Regions from separate parts of the Sus scrofa genome. Here region 1 is linked to region 2. A link is a contact called in public Hi-C data. All regions are on one chromosome and are shown on one strand. The core of a region is the stretch at or near the end of the contact, and the rest is flanking DNA. Distances in the headings are between cores, read along the strand shown. Region 1 has its middle 13 kb from the start of COPS8. Region 2 overlaps ASB18 (ankyrin repeat and SOCS box protein 18).

What was found. Hi-C and Micro-C count contacts between places; a contact is called where the count stands out from the background.
Region 1: a contact with region 2 is called in a Hi-C map of skeletal muscle, with 6 times the contacts expected there. The contact joins two enhancer-like sites. A contact is called at or near these places in 1 of 47 Hi-C or Micro-C datasets (skeletal muscle) and 1 of 2 datasets of contacts at active chromatin or transcription factors (skeletal muscle).

The regions. Positions count from the first base shown.
Region 1 is chr15:136,839,396-136,842,724 of Sscrofa11.1, reverse strand. No RefSeq gene overlaps it. Among named protein-coding and RNA genes, the nearest start is that of COPS8, 13 kb to the right of the region's middle. Within about 2 kb of position 1,839, at least 11 of the 83 cell types and tissues checked have an H3K27ac peak or open chromatin away from gene starts, as enhancers often do. A contact at or near this core is called in skeletal muscle, where this site is marked.
Region 2 is chr15:136,101,258-136,104,523 of Sscrofa11.1, reverse strand. The region is part of intron 1 of ASB18 (ankyrin repeat and SOCS box protein 18); the gene reads left to right. Among named protein-coding and RNA genes, the nearest start is that of ASB18, 13 kb to the left of the region's middle. Within about 2 kb of position 1,368, at least 1 of the 83 cell types and tissues checked has an H3K27ac peak or open chromatin away from gene starts, as enhancers often do. A contact at or near this core is called in skeletal muscle, where this site is marked.

The DNA of each region.
Region 1 (3,329 bases), core at 590-3,089, 740 kb before region 2:
TTTGAAAAAAGACTGTCTCCACACCCCCCACCCCATTTATTTCTTCTTGAAGCATGTGAAACTTCAACAAATTCAAGAGCCAGAATTATACAGAAGTGACCCTAATCCCCATTTTTTTCTGTCCTCTCCACCTCACTCTACACACTGTGAAAACAAATAATTCCATTATTCTGTTTCCTTTCTGTGTGTAATTTCCCCACTGAGCAAGTACATGTATATTGTCTCTTCTTTCCTTACACAAAAACAGCACACTCTAGGCATTTTTATGCACTTTGCTTCTTTTTCCCCCTTAAACAATATATCCTGAATATCGCTCCGTCATTCTTTATGATAGATACACAGGACTCCCTTACATGGGTATATCATCGTGGGCTCATGTATAAGCAATTATTTTACAATCAAGTTATATACACGAACTGTTTGAAATATTTTACAATTAGAAACAAGGCTGCAATAGCGTATTTTTTTTTATATTGTGGGAGTTGAATCTTCAGGGGAAATCCCTAAAAATTAGATTGCTAGGATAAAAAGCAAATGCTTACACAGTCCTTAGATGTCACCAATCCCCCCCCAGCCCCTCATAAGAACGTTCTAATGTCAACTCCCACCAGCAAAGCATGAGAACCTGTCTTCCCAGAGCTTGGCAACAAAACGCACAGTTATGCTCCTTGGTTTTTGCCAATGGATGGGTTAATTCAGAGTCTCTAATTTGCACTGCTCTTATTATAAATAAAGTTGAACATATATAAAAAGCCACTTTCGTGAAATTTTTGTGAATTGTTGTGTTTACGTCTTTTGTCATTTTCTCCAATCATTTTGTTTTTCCAATTCCCACAATTTATATATTAGGAATATTACCAGCCCTTTACGTTGTAGTATTTCCTCCTTTGTCAGACATCTGTTTGGGTTTTCTTTTATTGGCTTGCAAGTGTTTTATTTTTATGTACCCAAATTGATCATTATTCTTTTAAACAGAATTTCGAGCCACAGAAGCCTTTCCTTTCACCTAGGTCAAAGGAGCACTCGCTCGTTTTTCTTCTGGCACCGGCGTGGTTCTACTTTTTTACATCAAGATCCTTGCTCTATTTGAACTTTATGTAACTGGGCTCTGTCTTTTCCCAAGGGCTCACCAGCTCTCCCAGAGCCATCTAGTGAAGTCCACTTTTAGCCCAGTGACCTCAGCTGCCACCTCTACACTCTAGAACAACCTGACGTTTATTCGGGTCTCTCACCTCTAGTCTAGCCTACCAGGCCAGCTGCTCCTCACACGCCAGTGCCCTGCTGTTTTAATTACAGGGGCTCTGCTCTGTCTCGGCACCTGCTCCCCAGCCCCACCATGACTGCAGAGGACTCTCCTTGCAGCTGTCAATTTTGCTTGATCAGACAGAATCTGAGATTGAGATTACACATTTAGAATTACACATGCCTGGCTGCAGGACCAATCCCTGTAACAGGAAGGATGCCCCTAAACCCGTCCATATCGTAAGCCCTGGAACCTGTGCACATGCTGGGTTACACAAAACAGAGAAATTAAGACAGCAGATACAGTGAAGGTTGCTCATCAGTCTATTTTAAAACAGGGACCAATGTGACCACCAGGCTGGGGGGCAGAATGAAGAGCTTGGCCCAGCGTTGCTGGCTTTGAAGATGGAGGAAGAGAGCCAGGAGCCAAGGAAGGTAGGTGGCCTCCCGAAGCTGGAAAGGGCAGGGGACAGATCGTCCCCGCCACCCCCAGCAGGAACGCAGCCCTGCTGTCAGCTGACGTGAGCCTGCAAGACCCAGCTCAGGTTTCCGAACGACACAGCTGTAAGCTGACAGATGCACACCCTGCTGTTTCAAACCGTCACGTGTGTGGTAACCTGCTACCGCAGCAACAGGAAGCCAAGGCCCCTTCCCACAGAACGTCCTTCTCTAATATTGCTTTGCGCCTCGACGTCTACTTTTTCGAAGCTACCAGAGCTACACCAGTATCTGCATGGAGTGTTTCCCAACACTTAAACTTAACAAGGAAGACTGAAAGTTAACAGTGTGCCCCCCCGTATGGCAGCAGTTCAGATTTCTTTAACACGTTAAAATGCCACGTTACGGTCTTCTGGCTTTACTGCTGCTGCTTTGAAGAGAACCCCTCCCTTCCCCCACGCCCATACTTTTAGTATTTTCTGATTTTGGCTTTTAGCAGTTTTACTGTGATGTGTCAGGGTGTGGAAGTCTTTGTATTTATCCTGTGTGGGGTTTTCTCAGCTGTTTGAATGTGTCTCGACTTCTTCCATCAGTTTTGGAAACTCCCTGGCCAGTACTTCCTCAAGCAGTTTTCCGGCTTTATTTTCTCGCTCTTCTTGGGTTCTGACTGCACACACGGTCTGTCTCTTTGCTGGGTGCTACCGTCTCTAGTGCTCTTTCCAGCAAGCTGCATTTTCTTTCTGCACTTCAGTTTAAATGCTCTCCAGCATCCTCCAGTTTATGCTTATGGGCACCTGGCTAACCCCAGGCTGTCAGGCTGCTGCTGCTGCCGATAACCTTATGATTCTCTCGAGTCTTGGCTCTTCAATTCCTCCTTCTTCAGAAGCTGATGCCTTTTCTCCCTATTTCTTAAGCATCTTTATTAGGGGGCTGCACCTGGGGCATGTGAAGTTTCTGGGCCAGGGATCTAACCCCGAGCTATAGTAGCCACACAGGTCACAGCGGTGACCAACACTGGATCCTTAACCCTCCGAGCCATCGGAGACCTTTTCTGATGCCTTTAAAGAGATTTATTTTTGTACACATTCTTTTTGTAGTTCTCGGCACAACTGTGTCTGCCTGAAAGTCCAGTCGTAGAGGTCCTCGCCTCCCCGTCACCATCTGCACCACTCTTTTTATGTCAGTGATTTTTTTCTAAGGAAACTCACTCACTGGTTCCGCTAAAGTCCCCACATTCTAGATTTGGCAGACTGTCTTAGTGGGGTGTTTTACCCTGTTTGTCTAATTCCCACATTTCATGTAAAAGGGCAATTAAACCTAAAACCTGGATGAGATTCACGTCCTTTTTTTTGGGTGAGGGGTGTTCTGACAGGAAACCTTTAGGTCAGTGCTATATGTTTACGACGCCTCCACTCCAGGCCCACTTGTCCCATGGCTAGTGATGCTAAGAACAGGTGCATCCAGGTGCTATCGCAAAGCCTGTGAGTGGAGACAGATCTCTGCTCTCGATCCCTGGAAACAGAGACAGGGAACTGGGAAAGAAATCGATCCCAGGCCATGCTGCAGACTGGTGACAGTGGGCCACCAAAGCTCGGTCTTCCTGGGGTCTTTCCAGGAACCGGGTATAGACTGTGGTGTGCACCCTGACG
Region 2 (3,266 bases), core at 119-2,618:
AAAGTAACCAAGGACTCTGCTGGGCGCCCACCCCCACATGCCAAGTACGGGACCGTAAACTTCTCATTTCTACAAGGCATGTAAAGGGTGCTGGGGCATAACAATCAGACCAAACCAACTTCAAGAGAGAAGTATTTTGCTCCCTGTGTGAGATTCATAAAAAACAATCAGTCTGAACATGCAATTTGTCTCAAGAGGCAGGAGCTGCAATTTTATCATGTAATTAAATCCCCATGACAGTTGTGAAGAAACTTCACCACCTTTATCAGGGGAAGTCTCAATGACATGCTTTCCAGCACTGTCCCCGGAGTCTATAAATGTCCTTCCAGGGCTAGTGCTTGTGACTGTGCCCACCAAGGACCAGGCTGCTGGGTCTAAGCCACAGTGGATGGCAGCATTCAAGGGCACCTTCGCCTCTGAGCTCCCCAACAGCCCTCCTGGGAGATGGATGGAAGCAGCACTTGACCTTTGGCTGAAATGACCTTCAGAATGAGAAGGGACTCTGTGGCTTTCCAGGATCTGCACCGGGCTGGGGAAAATCAGTCCCGACGATTTAAGTCATTATTAATGATGCACTTGACCTGAGGAAGCGCCATGTTTTAATGGGTTGTTAAACGAGATGTTTGGAGGGGAGGTTTGGACACTTTAACATTTTTTATGTCAATGTCTGCGTGACTAACTCTGGTGGATGGGTGGATGGGTCCAGGAGCCCTTAAAAGCAGAGCTTTACATACCTGGCCAGCTCATTATTTAAATTTTTTTATTTAAAAAAGCTAGGAGTTCCCACTGTGGTGCAACAGAACAGGTGGTGTCTCCGGAGCGCTGGGATGCAGGTTCAATCCCGGGCCTGGCACAATGGATGAAGGATCCAGCCGCAGCTGCATTGTAGGTTGCAACGGTGGCTCAGATCTGATCCATGGCCAGGGAACGCCACATGCCATGGGGTGGCCAAAAAAGAAAAAGAAAAAAGCTATAAGGAGTGGGGATGAAGGCAGAGTGGCATTTAGAAACTAAATAATGAAAGCGAGGATCAAAAAAGGTGTGAAGGTAAATATACGGTAAGACCTGGGGCTGTTGTGCCCGGTGGCAGGAGTGTTGGGAAAGGACCCAATGGGATTCAGTCCATAGCCATTTATAGGAACGATTCATGTAGGAAGCAGAAAATTGACCAGGATGACAGGACCCATTGACATGTTTGAGAAAATGCTCAGAATCTCACGATGTCCCCAAGGGGAATGACTTCCTGCCCTCATGTGTCCATTTATAGTTGGACACTTGACCCCAGAAGAAAGCAGACATTTGCTCAATGGCCTAGGAAAGAATCCACACAGCTGACCTTTCCGAAGAGCGCCAGGAAACTCTGCCTCGTGACCGGAACACATGGAAAGTCGCTGCCCTGTGTAAGCAGCCTGACCCGGATAAACTCATCTGCCCTACATTTTAGGCTCTGCTGGGCTGTTCTACCGAGTATCAGGCAAATTTATCCCCAGAGGCCTCTGAGAAAGAGAAAACCATCCATCATTCAATGGCAGGATGCAAAGATCCTGCTATCACATGAAAATAATAATTACCATTTGAACACTACCATTTGTATATCTCATTATCATTTCAAGTAGATTTTTTTTTTTTCGTCTTGTCTTTTTAGGTCACTCCTGCAGCATGTGGAGGTTCCCAGGCTAGAGGTTGAATCAGAGCTGTAAATATTGGCCTACACCATAGCCAGAGCAATGCGTCTGCCAACCTACACCACAACTCATGGCAACACCAGATCCTTGACCCATTGAGTGAGGCCAGGGATCAAACCAGCATCCTCATGATGCCAGTCAGATTCATTTCTGCTGAGCCGCGATGGGAACTCTGATTTTTTTTTAATCTCATTTGATCCAGAAGCAAAAATTTCATCTTATGAACTACGAGCGATATAAGACTTGGTATGGAGAACCAGTTTTTTTGTCTCCTGTGGACCAAACATTATGCTTAGAAGTCCCCGAAATGTCCTTTACAAAACCATATTCACATCCTGTGGACTCCCTGGAAAGTTATTAAGAGATACGGTCTGCTCATTCAGTCATCAGATGGAGGTTAGGTATCATCCTCTCCTGCTTGCATTTTTATCTTTCCCTAAGTTCACTCCACACTCTGCAATAAAAGGCCACAGCAATTACATTTCTTTAGTACTCTGCTGTGGTCCAGCATCAGACAGGTACCAGGTTCGTCCATCACATGGGCACCATTTGAAAGTCTGTCTGAAAAAATAAAATACTAAATTTGGAGGAAATTTCATTCCTCAGAACCCCTATCTTTCAAGAAAGGCTCCAATTTGTTCAGAAGAATGTCCCTGACAAACTCCCTGAAGTAGAAGCTGAAACTGGCGAGGCCCTGAAGTAGAAGCTAAAACTGGCGAGGCCTGAGAATGCATGGAACCACACAAGAGGTAAAGCAGGGAGGAAGATTTTAGTGGCTGCACCAGAGAGAGAGGAAGCGGGGATGGAGGAGATTGGCAGAACAAGGGTATACAAACTGTGATAGACTCCTTCACATCTTATGTAGTTACCAAACTTGCCCAGTGATGTTGTTAGTGGGCTAGCTGGCATAGAAAGCTGTGCATTGCCTTTTAATCAAGCTGAGAAGAGTGAGGATGAGAAAAATGAGCTAAAAATGGCTTGATCCAAGCAAAATATATGTGGGCAGAATTGGCATTCAGCAGGCAAGGAGGAGCCCAACCAGGAGTGCTGGTTCAGGAAACAGTGTTGTTCACGTAAGTAGAGGAGGTCGTTCAGCTTGTGGGAAGAAAGACAAAGAGCTCCTGTGTATTAGGGTCCTAAGGTAATTGTTCTCTTTCCATGGGATCCTTTTTTACTACTGATTTATAATTAACATACAATGTTATATTAGCTTTGGGTGTATAACCTAGTGAATTGATACTTTAATACGTTAGGAAAAGTTCACCGCAATAAGACCAGTTACCATCCATCATGATAAAAAGTTGTCACAATATTATTGACTGTATTCTCGTGTGTAAGATAGTGGTCCAGTTTCATTCTTCTGCATGTAGCTGTCAATTTTCCCAACATCATTTATTGAAGAAACATTTCCCCATTGTATGTTTTTGCCTCCCTTCTTGCAAATTCATTGGCCATATGTGCTCATGGTTTTTTGTTTTCTGGGCTCTCTATTCTGCTCCATTGATCTATGTGTCTGGTTTTGTGCCAGTACCATGCTGTTTTAATTACTATAGCTTTGCAGTATAGTTTCAGGTTTGGGTG